Linked DNA regions of Sus scrofa: region 1 is linked to region 2. Evidence: chromatin contacts called from public HiChIP or PLAC-seq data. All regions are on one chromosome and are shown on one strand. Each heading gives the region's core, a stretch centred on a gene start, on an enhancer-like site or on the middle of the called end of the contact. The rest is flanking DNA. Distances are from core to core; before and after follow the strand shown. Region 1 holds the start of TEFM (transcription elongation factor, mitochondrial). Region 2 holds the start of RNF135 (E3 ubiquitin-protein ligase RNF135).

Evidence for each region. HiChIP or PLAC-seq counts read pairs in DNA pulled down with a chosen protein or histone mark.
Region 1: a contact with region 2 is called in an H3K27ac HiChIP or PLAC-seq map of alveolar macrophages. The contact joins the promoter of TEFM here to the promoter of RNF135 in region 2. A contact is called at or near these places in 6 of 47 Hi-C or Micro-C datasets (alveolar macrophages, epiblast stem cells, heart right ventricle and 2 more) and 2 of 2 datasets of contacts at active chromatin or transcription factors (alveolar macrophages and skeletal muscle).

The regions. Positions count from the first base shown.
Region 1 is chr12:42,861,830-42,868,804 of Sscrofa11.1, reverse strand. It overlaps TEFM (transcription elongation factor, mitochondrial), which reads right to left and starts at 4,223. Exons shown (of 5, transcript XM_005669064.3): 1 at 4,116-4,223; 2 at 1,829-2,289. The coding sequence starts at 4,146. It also overlaps a transcript of ADAP2 not described here.
Region 2 is chr12:42,805,522-42,812,175 of Sscrofa11.1, reverse strand. RNF135 (E3 ubiquitin-protein ligase RNF135) reads left to right here and starts at 3,239. Exons shown (of 5, transcript XM_003131735.4): 1 at 3,239-3,644. The coding sequence starts at 3,300.

The sequences.
Region 1 (6,975 bases), core at 2,974-5,473, 56 kb before region 2:
TAGCCCTCTAAATAAGATACAACTCCACAATAACCTGATTACAGTTTTAGCCATATATTTGAATGAAAATCCAAACTCTGAAAAAATGGTTCATACATGCTCCAGACATATTTATATGTATGACTGATTGATTTTCTGTACACTTGAAACTAATACAACGCTGCAGGAGTTCCTGTCATGGCTCAGCAGTAATGAACCCGACTAGTATTCATGAGGATGTGGGTTTGATCCCTGACCCACCTCAGTGGGTTAAGGATCAGCCATTGCTGTGAGCTGTGGTGAAGGTCAAGGACAAGGCTTGGATCTGGCGTTGCTGTGGCTGTGGTGTAGTCTGGCAGCTACAGCTCCGATTCAACCCCTAGCCTGGGAACCTCCACATGCTGCAAGTGCTGCCCTAAAAAGCAAATAAAATAAAATAAAATAAAATAAAAAAATAAAAACTATGTTCCAGATCAACAACAGCAGGAGTCTATGAGTAAACTTAACAAAATCTGCAAGTCCTCTGAAAATATATATAATATCCTCTGTATATGTGCTATTTATTTTTTCTGAAAAGAGGGTCTATTGCTTTTATCAGATTTTCAAAGTTTCTGTAATCCCCCCAAAACGGAAAATTACTGGTCAAAAAAAAGGTAATTATTATTATTATGGGATAAGAGAACATCAAGTAATGTTTCACAGGACCTAAGTTCCATTTCTCCAAGGTTTAATGTTTGAAATGCCAAGTAATTTTATTTTTATTTTTATTTTTTTTATTTTTTTGTCTTTTTGCCAATTCTTGGGCTGCTCCTGCGGCATATGGAGGTTCCCAGGCTAGGGGTCCAATCGGAGCTGTAGCCGCCAGCCTACGCCAGAGCCACAGCAACGCGGGATCTGAGCCACATCTGCGACCTATACCACAGCTCACGGCAACGCCGGATCCTTAACCCGCTGAGCAAGGCCAGGGATCGAACCCGCAACCTCATGGTTCCTAGTCGGATTCGTTAACCACTGCGTCACAACGGGAACTCCATGCCAAGTAATTTTAATATTTACTTTTTAAGATAAACTGAAAAAGGCTTGCTTTTAGAATGCTTTTTAAAAGAGCGATGGGGAGACAGAAAATAACTTTAAATCCTGATAAAGACTGCTATAATGTTCTAGTTGTTCCTTGGCTGCAACTCATCTTTTTTTTTTTTTTTTTTTGGTCTTTTTGCCATTTCTTGGGCCGTTCCCGCAGCATATGAAGGTTCCCAGGCTAGGGGTCCAATCGGAGCTGTAGCCACCAGCCTACACCACAGCTCACGGCAATGCCGGATCCTTAACCCACTGAGCAAGGCCAGGGATCAAACCTGCAACCTCACGGTTCCTAGTCGGATTCGTTAACCACTGCGCCACGATGGGAACTCCTACAACTCATCTTCGAATCTTCATTTCTCACTACTCCCAACATAGCCCTCAGACCAGGCAGATATCTCCTCCACATTCCTCTTCAACAAGTCCTGCACAGACCTATTTCTCTACATTAACTGTTCTTTCTTTCTAGAATGCCTTCCTCTTCCTGCTAGCCTACTTCTCTCTCCGTGGTCGAGGATGAGTTCTTCTAGTAAATGTTCCCCTGAAGTCACAACCCACAATTCTCTCCTCTAAATTGCTCATTTGCTACCTGTGCATCTCATTCTTTGAGAATAACCATATAACAAATTACCTGTTTACATGTGTTATCACTGGGCCCACCAACTAAACTATAGTCTGCCTGAAGAACCGTGTCTTAGTGCCCAGAATCGTGTTTTGCAAAGCAGGTTCTCAAATATTAAGGCAGTATAAGACATTCAGAAAAAGGGTATACCTGAAGTCTCTCTCTTCCTATTTCTGGTTTGATGAGCTTTCTCAAGAGCCGGTTTTCCTGTGACTTTTTCTTCCCTCCAGTCTGTGGATTAAGAATGGAGTTACAAACTTGAACGGTGGTTTTATACTGGAACAAGGGCACATGCATTAAACTCTCCAAGTTCTGAAATGGCCCAAACTTTTCTCTGTGCTCTACAATATTGATGGATTTTCTTCCACGAAGCAGTCTGAAAGCTTCAAGTTCTTTATTAGATGCTGTGTTCAACACGTGCAAGATGGAAGCCTGCTGTTCTGAAGAGAAGAGCTTGTCAAGTGCCTTTTCAGATTCCTTTGTATTTTCATCAAAAAAATCGACATAGGGAATAATTTTCTTTGGTGCAGTGGATTTTTTCCGACAGCAAGAATTATGTAGGGCCTGGAAAAAGAATGACCCTAATGGAACTGGACAACATCTCCACCTCCCTAAAAGGAAAATTGAGCAAAATGTAAGTTGAGACGTCTTACTTACTTTTAAGTAAGTTGTAGCCTAACCAGAGCCTTTGCAAAGCGACACCGACTTTCCCATAATTTAAAAACTAATGGAGAGAATTCCCATTATGGCTTGTTATGGCTCAGTAGTAATGAACTCGACTAGTATCCATGAGGACATAGGTTCCATCCCTGGCCCCTCTCAGTGGGTTAAGGATCTGGCATTGCTGTGGCTGTGGTGTAGGCTGGCAGCTACAGCTGATTCCACTCCTGGTCTGGGAACTTCCATATGCCATGGGAACAGCCCTAAAAAGAAAAAAGGACAAAGTACTAATGGAAAATCCCTTGTGGCACGCAGCTGGTTAAGGATCCTGGGTTGTCACTGCTGTGGCATGGGTTGGACACCCGGCCAGAGAACTTCCACGTGCCCATAGTGCAGCCAAAAAAAAAAAAAAATGGAACTATTAGATCTTATTCACAAGAAATATATTCTATTTTTGTGGATAACACCTAAGTTTTACTACCTAGAAATCTTATGTCCACATGAAGAATGTATTTATTTATGGGTTTTATTTGTTTTTTTGGGTTTTGTCTTTTTAGGGCCGCACCCATGGCATACAGTGATTCCCGGGCTAGGGATTGAATCGGAGCTACAGCTGCCCACCTAAGCCACAACCACAGCAACACAGGATCCAAGCCACCTCTGCAACCTACACCACAGTTCACAGCAATGCCAGATCCTTAATCCACCAAGCAAGTCCAGGGATGGAACCCACAATCTCATCGTTCCTAGTCAGATTCTTTTCCACTGCACCATGACAGGAACTCCTTGTGTAGGTATTTTTAAGAGCTTTCATTTTTGGCCACCTTGCGGCATATTCCTGGCCAGGGACAGATCTAAGCCACATTTTCGGCAACTGCCGGATCCTTAACTCACTGTGCAGGCCTGGGGATTAAACCCGCCTCCCAGGGTTCCCAAGAGGCCACCACTCATGGCCATCCCTGTGCGCCACAGCGGGAGCTCAAAAAAGCATGTTTTTAAAACAATGATTCGGGAAGTTCCCCTCCTGGCTCAACCAAACGAATAGGCTAGTATCCATGAGGATGCGGGTTGAATCGCTGGCCCGGCTCAATGAGTTAAGGATCCAGCTTTGCCTTGAGCTGTGGTGTAGGTCGCAGACAAGGCTGGGATCCCATGTGACTGTGGTCGGCAGCTGTAGCTCCGATTGGACCCCTAGCCTGGGAACTTACATATGACGTGGGTGCCGCCCTAAAAAGCAAAATAAAATAAAGCAATGACTTCAACTGTTTAACATTTTTTGAAATTTTAACCTTCAAGAAATCTTTTTAACAATATTTATCTTCACTAGTTTCTCATCCAGTGGAACCAAATGAAACTGAATTTCATAGGTTTATAAGAAATATTTTAGCTGTTAAATTTACAGACGGTTTTTATTTTCTTCTGTAACACGTTTTAAGATTTCTACTATGTCTCTATTTCCACAAAGAAAAACCTTATAAGAAGCAACTTTGTAAAACTAACGTAAAGTTTTACATTATGGCCACAGAAAAATAAGGCAGCCAGAAGAAAACAAGCAGCCTTTAGAATCTGACCCCTCTGCCCTTGGCCCTGTCTGAGGAGTCACTCGTGGACCCCCTACCCCACAATCGCTCCGAGGATCGGCGAAAAGAACAGCCCTGTCAACACAGCAGGGATTCCAACAGTGAGTCCTGGACACATAATCTAAGGAGGGCAAAAAGCTCCAAGACCAGGGGCTAAGGACAGACGGGAAATTCACCCAGTATTCCAAGCACCCTACCTCCCGCCAAGAGGAGACTAGGGACGTTCATCTTCCACGTTACAGCAGTAGGTTCCCACGCTCGCGTCTTCCGCCACTGACTTCCGGTTACTGCGTGCTTCGCCCAAAAGGGCCCGGCCTTTCAGCGGAAAGGTTCCGGCAGAAGCGACGTTCCGCCCGGGCCGAGGTACTTCCGGGTGGGCTGTGGGTTGCAGCTCCGCTGCGCCTCCTGGCAGACGCCGTCAGGGCCTGTGCTGGAATCCCAGACCCTCGGTGCGCCGTAGGCACCATTCCACTGAGTCCGGGAAACAGTCTCGCCCCCACCTGCCCCTAAGGGCAGCTGTGCCGAATCTCTGGGAAGAGAACGGGGCGGGCGGGGGGGGGGGGGGGTTAGCCCGTGTTTGACTAAATCGCTACCTGGGGGAGACTCCCTAGAGAGTACATCTAGGCATATAGATTGATGAGCTTCTAGTGGGGTCCTGCCTGGGGCGGGAGGAAGAGAGTCTGGCAGGGGAGTGTAGGCAGGAGCATACGTAACCATATCACCCAAGTGGAAAAACTGGGACAGATACCAGTTTCCGAAGCTTAAGGAAACTGCCTTGAAGACAGGCCGTCAGAGAAGTATCCTATTTGGAAGGGATGGAGGGAGATGAGGCCAGCACCAAATTTGGTTGGGCCCCAAATGCAGAATGGAGTAGCTGAATAGTTCCACCACGTAACTGGAAGTCAGGGGACTTTGTAGAGTCTGACTTGAGATGTGTTTCTCAAAAACACGTGGCAGCCTTACCACGTCAAAGTGTGAGGCTGGATTAAGATGAAGAGCCTGGAGGCAAACAGCCTGGCAGCAAAGAGACGAATCTGGAAGCTGTCGTATCTGCTCAAGGGACAGGCAACCGTAAGGAATTAAACCTGGGAAGTTCTATGATCAGGCTGCACAAGATGGCTGTTCTCTTTCTTGTTGTTCTGTGGTGGGGTAGGGGTGGGATGCACCCAGAAGTTTGTGGGCCAGGGATCGACCTGAGTCATAGCAGCAGCTCCAGCCGCTGCATCCTTAACCTGCTGCTCTACAAGGGAACTCCAAGATGGCTATTCTCTTACTGTCTGTAGGTGTGCTGCTCTACCAGTCTCTGCTTGCCGACACCCTGCTCAAGTGGCCGACCTTCCTCCTAATCATAGAGCCTAATCAGTAAAAGTAAGTGCCTGCATACTTTTCCCCTTCCTCAGCTAGTGATTGTTTTAATCTATAGATAAGGGCAGTGAGGGGCAAGGCGAGCTCCTCTGCTGGTTTCTCTGGTAACCTCTGAGCCACCTGAAGTTATTTTCTTTTGTAAGTGGTAACTTGTCCCTGCCACACACCCAGTGAAGACTGCTGCCATGTCCTGCCCTCCTTGGTGGGGTGCTGTTCCAGAACCTTATGCTTCAGATGTGTAAGACACCTTGTCCGTTAAACCCACTGATGTCTCTGTTGCCGACCCTGGGCTCTTTCGTGAAAGGTGGAGTGATTTTAGCTAATTTTTTGAAAAACAGGGAAGCAAGGAGGGAGGTGGATTTTGGAGGGAAAGGTAGTGGGTTTGCCTTTTTATGAGGCAGCAGTGTCTTTGAGGACACTAAATATTTCTAAACTCCAGGGCTTATTCTGCTTAATCAGGTGTTAATGAGTTGAAGGTTATCCCTCAAAAGAGATAGTTAAAGTCTTACTCTCAGTACAACAGAATGTGACCTATTTGGAAAGAGGGTCATTGCAAACTGAGTTAAAATTAAGATGAGGTTACACGGAGTTCATTTTGTGGCTTAGCAGGTTAAGAACCAGGCTAATATCCATGAGAATGTGGGTTCCATCCCTGACCTCACTCAGTGGGTTAAGGATCCAGCGTTGCGCTGAGCTGTGGTGTAGGTTGCAGATGCAGCTTGGATCCCATGTTGCTGTGGCTGTGCCGTAGGCCGGAGGCTACAGCTCCGATTCGACCCCTAGCCTGGGAACCTCCATATGCTGCAGACATGGCCCTCAAAAGCAAATAAATAAATAAATAAATAAAATTACACTACAGTGGGTGGAGGGCAGCTAACTCAGTATGACTGGTGTCCTTATAAGAAGACAACCCTGTGAATGCATGTGAAAATGGAGGCCGAGAATGGAATAATGCGTCTCAAGTCAAGGCCCAGGATCACCAGCAGGTCACACACACCGCAACCTGGGAGACAGCCATGGAATAGATTTCCCTGCAGAATGAACCAAGCCTGCTTGCACCTTGATTTCAGGCTTCTAGCCTCCTCACTGTGAGAGTGATACCGGAATCCAGGTTCTCGTTCGCGGCCGTCGAAGAATGAGCTCCTCGAACACACATGCAGCAAGCAAGCAAACCTTTATTAAAGGAAAGCAAATAGCTCCCAGGGCTGCAGGAGGGGGGAGAAGAGCCCCCTTTCTCTATTGTCCTATAAGGGTTCTTATTCCTTAAAGATGGGGGCGGGGTACCAACATGGGATCCAGAAAGATGTGGTTTTCTCCCATTGGCCTTGTTTAATTACTTCTATCAGTCCTTATCAGTAGGGTCTTAGGGGTGGAAACGTCCTGTAAGTCTCATAGTTTCTTTGCCCTTTTCTTCCCATAGACTGGGTCTCAGGGGATTAGGGATTAAAGTCCATCTGGGCGTAGGTACACTCCCTGTAGTCAACAGGGCCTGTGGAGTTGTTACTCCCTGGAGCTCTTACACCACAAATGCTAATCAATGGCCAGATCAAAGAATGCATCGGAGCCCACGCTCCTACACTGACTACCTGAGTTACTTATTATTCTTCCTCAAGAGGATAAACTTCTATGTTTTCAGCCACCCAATTTGTGGTGCTTTGTAACAGCAGCCCTCGAAAAACCCTGGTGATCGAT
Region 2 (6,654 bases), core at 1,990-4,489:
CCTGCATTGCTGTGCCTCTGGCGTAGGCTGGTGGCTACAGCTCCAATTCAACCCCTAGCCTGGGAACCTCCATATGCCACGGGAGCGGCCCAAGAAATAGCAATAACAACAACAACAAAAGACAAAAAGACAAAAGACAAAAAAAAAAAAAAGAAAAATCTGAAGGACACTTTATTAATATTGAAGTACTCTTAAATTTATGGACTATCCCTTTGAAATAATACTGAGTTCACACTAGAGTTCATGAATTTATTCAACCTGGAGAGAAGTTTTCAAACTAATATGGTTTTGCTTTAAAGTTAAATCAATTTTCCCCCAAAGATGAAACAGTTTTTAATTTTTTTTTTTTTTTTTTTGCTTTTTAGGGCCATGCTTGTGGTATATGGAAGTTCCCAGGTTTGGGGTCAAACTGGAGCTATAGCTGTTGTCCTATACCACAGCCACAGCAACGCATAATCCAAGCCATGTCTTCAACCTACACCACAGCTCATGGCAATGCCAGATCCTTAACCCACTGAGCAAGGTCAGGGATCGAACCTGCAACCTCATGGTTCCTAGTCAGATTCATTTCCACTGCGCCATGACGGGAACTCCTGTTTTGTTTTTTAGTGTTGAGTTTTGAGGGTTCATATGCATTCTGGATACTAGACTTTGACAGATAAAAAATCTGCAAATATTTCCCTCTAATCTGTAGCTTTTCATTCTTTTTTTTTTTTTTAAACTTTTTTTTTTTTTTTTTTTGTATTTTTGTCCTTTGTTGTTGTTGTTGTTGTTGCTATTTCTTGGGCCGCTCCCGCGGCATATGGAGGTTCCCAGGCTAGGGGTTGAATTGGAGCTATAGCCACCGGCCTACGCCAGAGGCACAGCAACGCAGGATCCGAGCCGCGTCTGCAAACTACACCACAGCTCACGGCAACGCCGGATCGTGAACCCACTGAGCAAGGGCAGGGACCGAACCCGCAATCTCATGGTTCCTAGTCGGATTCGTTAACCACTGCGACACGACGGGAACTCCTTTTTTTTTTTTTTTTTTTTTTTTTTTTTTTGTCTTTTTGTCTTTTTGCCATTTCTTGGGCCGCTCCCATGGCATATGGAGGTTCCCAGGCTAGGGGTTTAATCAGAGCTCTAAGCTGCCAGCCTATGCCAGAGCCACAGCAACGCGAGATCCAAGCCATGTCGGCAACCTACACCACAGCTCAAGGCAATGCCGGATCCTTAACCCACTGAGCAAGGCCAGGATCGAACCTGTAACCTCATGGTTCCTAGTCGGATTCGTTAACCACTGAGCCACAACGGGAACTCCTAGCTTTTCATTCTTTTAACAGTGCCAGTGAAGCCTTTTAAAAATCAAGGCATTGAGATCATAATTTGTGACTTCATTTAATGCATATTTTTGTTGGTGAGAAAGTTTGGCATTAAAAATGGGGGTAGTTTGAAGACCACTGATTAACCCACTCTTTCAAAAAATGTGCATGTGTAATGGAGAAGAGAAGGAGGGGTGGCTAGAAAGAGGCTTATATCAAAGGAAATTTTATTTGTTAAAATGGATGATTGTTTATTTTTCAGAAAACACAGGCACAGAGAAGCTATGAGTTTACTGCAGATGAAGAGTTTCTAGAACAAAATCCAGGTAATCAGTCAGTCAGGATAGGCTAGGTTATGCTGCAGCAACAAGCACCCACTAAATCTCAGTAACCTTAACAATATCTCAGGTTTATTTCTGTCCTTTACTGCAGGTCCTAGTGTGGGCTGGCAGGGCCACCAGATTACAGCTTCATCTCCATAGTTAGGACAGCTAGCAGGAAGAGATGCAATGACTTACTAGCTTTTTAAGCAGATGGGAAGTTTAGGGTATTCCTTTTGTGTGTTTCAAGAGTGTCAAAGATGGAATTCTCATCGAGGCTTAGTGGAAACAAATCCGACTAGCATCCATGAAGACACAGGTTCGATCCCTGGTCCTCAGCGGGCTAAGGATCTAGTATGGCTGTGGCGTAGGCTGGCAAGCTATTGACTCCTAGCCTGGGAACCTCCATATGCCATGGGTGCGGCCCTTAAAAAGACAACAAAAACAAAAACACAACAAAAGAGTGTCAAAGAAGTGTAATCCTACCAAGTTAGAAAGAGAAAGAAAAGGAGTTCCCTTGGTGGCGCAGTGGTTAACGAATCTGACTAGGAACCATGAGCTTGCGGGTTCGATCCCTGGCCTTGCTCAGTGGGTTAAGGATCTGGCGTGGCTGTGAGCTGTGGTGTAGGTTGCAGACGCAGTGCAGATCCTGCATTGCTGTGGCTCTGGCGTAGGCCGGTGGCTACAGCTCCGATTGGACCCCTAGCCTGGGAACCTCCATATGCCGCAGGTGCAACCTTAAAAAGAAAAGGGGGGTGGGGTGGGGAGAAGAGCTGGAAAATTTGATTATCAGTGCTAAGGGCGACTTCCTGTCACTTCCAGAATTGAAAATAGACACAGATATGTATCATCTGGTACCTACTTTGAGACCAGGCAATATGGGGTAGAGTAAAATGTGTCATTTTTAGTTTATTTCAACAGACCAAGGAGAAACAGGCCTAGTCTCTGCCCTTCGGTTATTTCTATGTAAGCGTGTAAGTTCCTTTGTCTCTTGGGGACATGCACTTAGGATTGGAGGAAGAGGAGGAAGACAGCAAGCCCAAGGAGGACCAGGTGCACTACCTCAATAAACCAGATTCTAGTATTTTTGTCCTGAAGCCAGTATGGATAATGTGCTTTCAGCCAGCAGAGAGCAGTAAGGAGACAGTAACACAATTCTGTATTGTAATAGCGATTTTCAATGTCTAGGGGTCACTCAACTTTGGCTGCGCGTGAGAATCATTTGGAGGTTTGTGCTCCAGCTCTGGGCACCTCGTAGTCTCTAATCCTATTTGTTAGAGTGGCTGGATGACACCTAGTGGGCGAATTATCAGAAAAGCGTCTTGAAGCGAATCCTCTCCTTTTTCTTCTCCCAAGAGTTGTCGGGGTTGCATTTCATGGGGGGGCGGGGGGGAAACTCTAGCAAAGACAATCTTTAGGACCTTAGCGCGTTTCTAGCGGCTTGGAGAGAGCGGGTTTCCTAAAGCCAGAGGTTGCTCTGAGGGCTGCGCGTTGGAAGCTCTAGGCTTGCAACAGGACCAGAGAAAGAAAGCAAGAGAGGATCCCAGCTGCTGCAAAGGAGGAGGGGAGAGGGGGAGCGAGGGAGGAGCCGGAGGAGACGCAGCCACCGGCTGGCGGTCCCCTACGTGGCCCGGACTTCCGCGCGCCGGCGCGGGGGACAAGGGGCCTGGGGACCATGGCGGGCCCGGACGCCGGCCCGGCCATACCCGTGTGGCTGGCCGAGGACGACCTGGGCTGCATTATCTGTCACGAGCTGCTGGCCTGGCCGACCACGCTGCCCTGCGGCCACAGCTTCTGCCGTGACTGTCTGGTGGGCCTGTGGGAGGCGGGGCGCCGCCGGTCCTGCCCCACCTGCCGCGAGGGCGGCGCGCAGCCGCTGCAGCTGCGGAAGAACACGATGCTGCAGGACTTGGCGGACAAATACAGCCGGGCGGCACACGAGCTGAAGGACAGGGCCCCAGTGCCCGGCCCGGCCCCGCGCCCTGCGCCCGGGCCCCGGTGCCACACCGCGCAGCTGCGGGTAGGGAGGGGGACCCGCTGCTGCCCTCTGCCTTCTGGCCGCCCGCGCCGCCTGCTTCCTGGTTCTCCCTGCGCACTTCCTCTCTTCCTGGTCCTTTCTGCTCTCACATTGCTTTTCTCAGTCTAAACGTAGAAATCGTTCTTTGGAAAGCTCAGAAAAATATGAAGGAGAAAAAAAATTCAGCATCTGAGATCCTATCAACTACGTGCTATACACCCTGGCGTATTTCCACTTATTTCCTCTTTCTGTAGCCTATCCCTCTCTCTGATAATTTTTTATTGTGGTAAAATATGTTTATGTCACATAGCATAAAATTTGCCGTTTAGCCATTTTAAAATGTGCAGTTCAGTGGCAGTATATTTACAATACTCTGCAACTACCACCACTTTCTAGTTCCAAAACTTACATCACCACAAACAGAAACTCTGCCCCCATAAAGCAATAACTTCTCACTCTCTTTCCCTTCAGGCCCTGGTAACCTCTAATCTACAATCTGTGTCTATGAATTTGCCTACTCTAGGTATTTGGTACAAGTGGAATCGTGCCGTATTTGTCCCTTTGTTTCTGGCTTTGGCTTCTTTCACGTGCGGTTATGTTTTCAAGATTCATTTACGTCGTAGCATAGATCTGAACTTCGTTCCTTTTTGTGGCTGAAGAATAATTCCCTTGTATAATTATACCACATTTTAAAAAATCCACTCTGCATCAGTGGACATTCGGATTGTTTTTACCTTCAGGTTATTGTTGGTGATGTGGCAGTGAACATTGGTGCACAAGTATCCCAGTTCCTATTTTCAGTTCTTTTGGGTAGGAATGGAATTGCTAGGTCGTATGGTAATTCTATGTTTAACTTATTGGCGAACAGCCAAACTGCATCCCAGGCAACAACAGCAATTGGCATTCCCATTATCAAAGTGGGAGGATTCCAATTTTCCCTAACTTTTGCTCCTGGGACTAAGGTCTGCTTGCTCCTGGCCTGTTTGCTTCTAGGGCTTAGGTCTGTTGTCTGTTTCAGTCAAGTCTTTTGTCCCAGACACCTCCAAGTTTAGCTCAGCTTGCAGCACTTGAGGAATGCCCGCCCCCTTTCTGTCCCAGCTCCAAGTTAAGTAAAACAAAGGTGAGCACCCTGTGTCCTTGCTTCAGGTAGTCCCCAGCCAGGTTAGGACAAACCTACACAATGATGTGTGAATAAAATAAAAGTAGACTCTCCCGCTCTGAGAACCAGGACTGGGATTTCACTGAGAACTTTCATTGAACTAGGGACAGAGCACGGCAAAGGCGTGTCAAAACACTGCAAAGCGTTCCTCCTACCAGATTGCTCTTTGTTGGTTAAGTGTTTTCCAGAGTTCCAACAGAGTTGGTTCTGACAGTTTCTGCTTGTTTTGCAGTGTGTGTGTGTGTGTGTGTGTGTGTGTGTGTAGGGGGGTGGAGGAGTGGGGATTAGTGGGGAGTCAGGGTAAAAGAGCTTAGAGCTGCCCACTCCTCTTTTTCAAAAATTAATAGATGTTATTTTATTTATTTATTTGTCTTTTTTTTTTTTTTGCTATCTCTTGGGCCGCTCCCACGGCATATGGAGGTTCCCAGACTAGGGGTCGAATTGGAGCTGTAGCCACCAGCCTACGCCAGAGCCACAGTAATGCCAGATCTGAGCCGAGTCTTTGACCTACACCACAGCTCATGGCAACGCCAGATCCTTAACCCCCTGAGCAAGGCCAGGGATCGAACCCACAACCTCGTGGTTCCTAGTCAGATTCGTTTCTGCTGTGCCATGACGGGAACACCTAGACTTTATTTTTTAAAGCAGTTCTAGGGATTTCCTGTTGTGTCGCAGTGGGAACAAATCTGACTAGTATCCAAGAAGATGCATGTTCAATCCCTGGTCTTGCTCAGTGGGTTAAGGATCCAGCATTGGCATGAGCTGTAGTGTTGGTTGTAGATGTGGTTCAGATCCCTGAAAGTTGCTGTGGCTGTGGAGCAGGCTGGCAGCTGTAGCTCCCGTTTGACTCCTAGCCTGGGAACTTCCATATGCCATGGCCTTAAAAAGCAAAAAAAAAAAAAAAAAAAAAAAAAAGAGGCAGTTCTAGATTTTCAGAAAATTGAGCAGAAAGTCCCCTCATACTCCTGACATTTTCCCTTATTATTAATATTTTGCATTAGTTTGGTACATTCATTGAACAGGCCTATGGGGTTTGACTCAGTGCATGGAGTCATATATCTACAATTATAGTATCACACAGTTGTACTGCCTTGAAAATCCCCTATGCTCTGTGTATCCTCCACCCCAACCCCTGGCGTTCACTGATTTTTTATGATATCTCTTTAGTTTTGCCTTTTCCGGACTGTCATCATTGGAATCATAAAGGATCTAGTTTTTGCAGGTTGGCTTCTTTCACTAATCACAATTAAGGTTTGGGGCTTGATCGCTCATTTCTTTTTATTGCTGTAAAATATTCCATTGCATAGATTTACCATAGCTTATTCATTCACCTTTTGATAGACACGTTGGTTGCTTCTGTTTTATTTATTTTTTAGTTATGAATAAAACTGTTCTTTTCTTTTTGATTATAAATATAGTATTGTCCCTCAGGTCCTTAAAATTCTTACTAATGTAGTTTATAATGATTGAATATACTTTCAATTGGCTTTTAAGTTAAAATGATTGTCTATGGATGGTAGGACATTGGATGATTTAAAACATTTCTTCTGAAGTTCCCATTGTGGCACAGCAGAAATGAATCCAACTGGGAGCCATGAGGTTGTGGGTTCAATCCCTGGCCTTGCTCAGTGGGTTAAGGATCTGGCATTGCTGTGAGCTGTGGGGTAGGCTGGCAGCTGTAGCTCTGATTGGACACCTAGCCTGGGAACCTCCATATGCCACGGGTGCGGCCCTAAAAAGCAAAACAAACAGACAAACAAAATTTATTCTTTCACATTCTCTGCATTTTCTAAATTCACCTCAATGAGTGTGCCCTTTCTTTTACGGATAGAGAAAGCAACACACTTTTTTTTT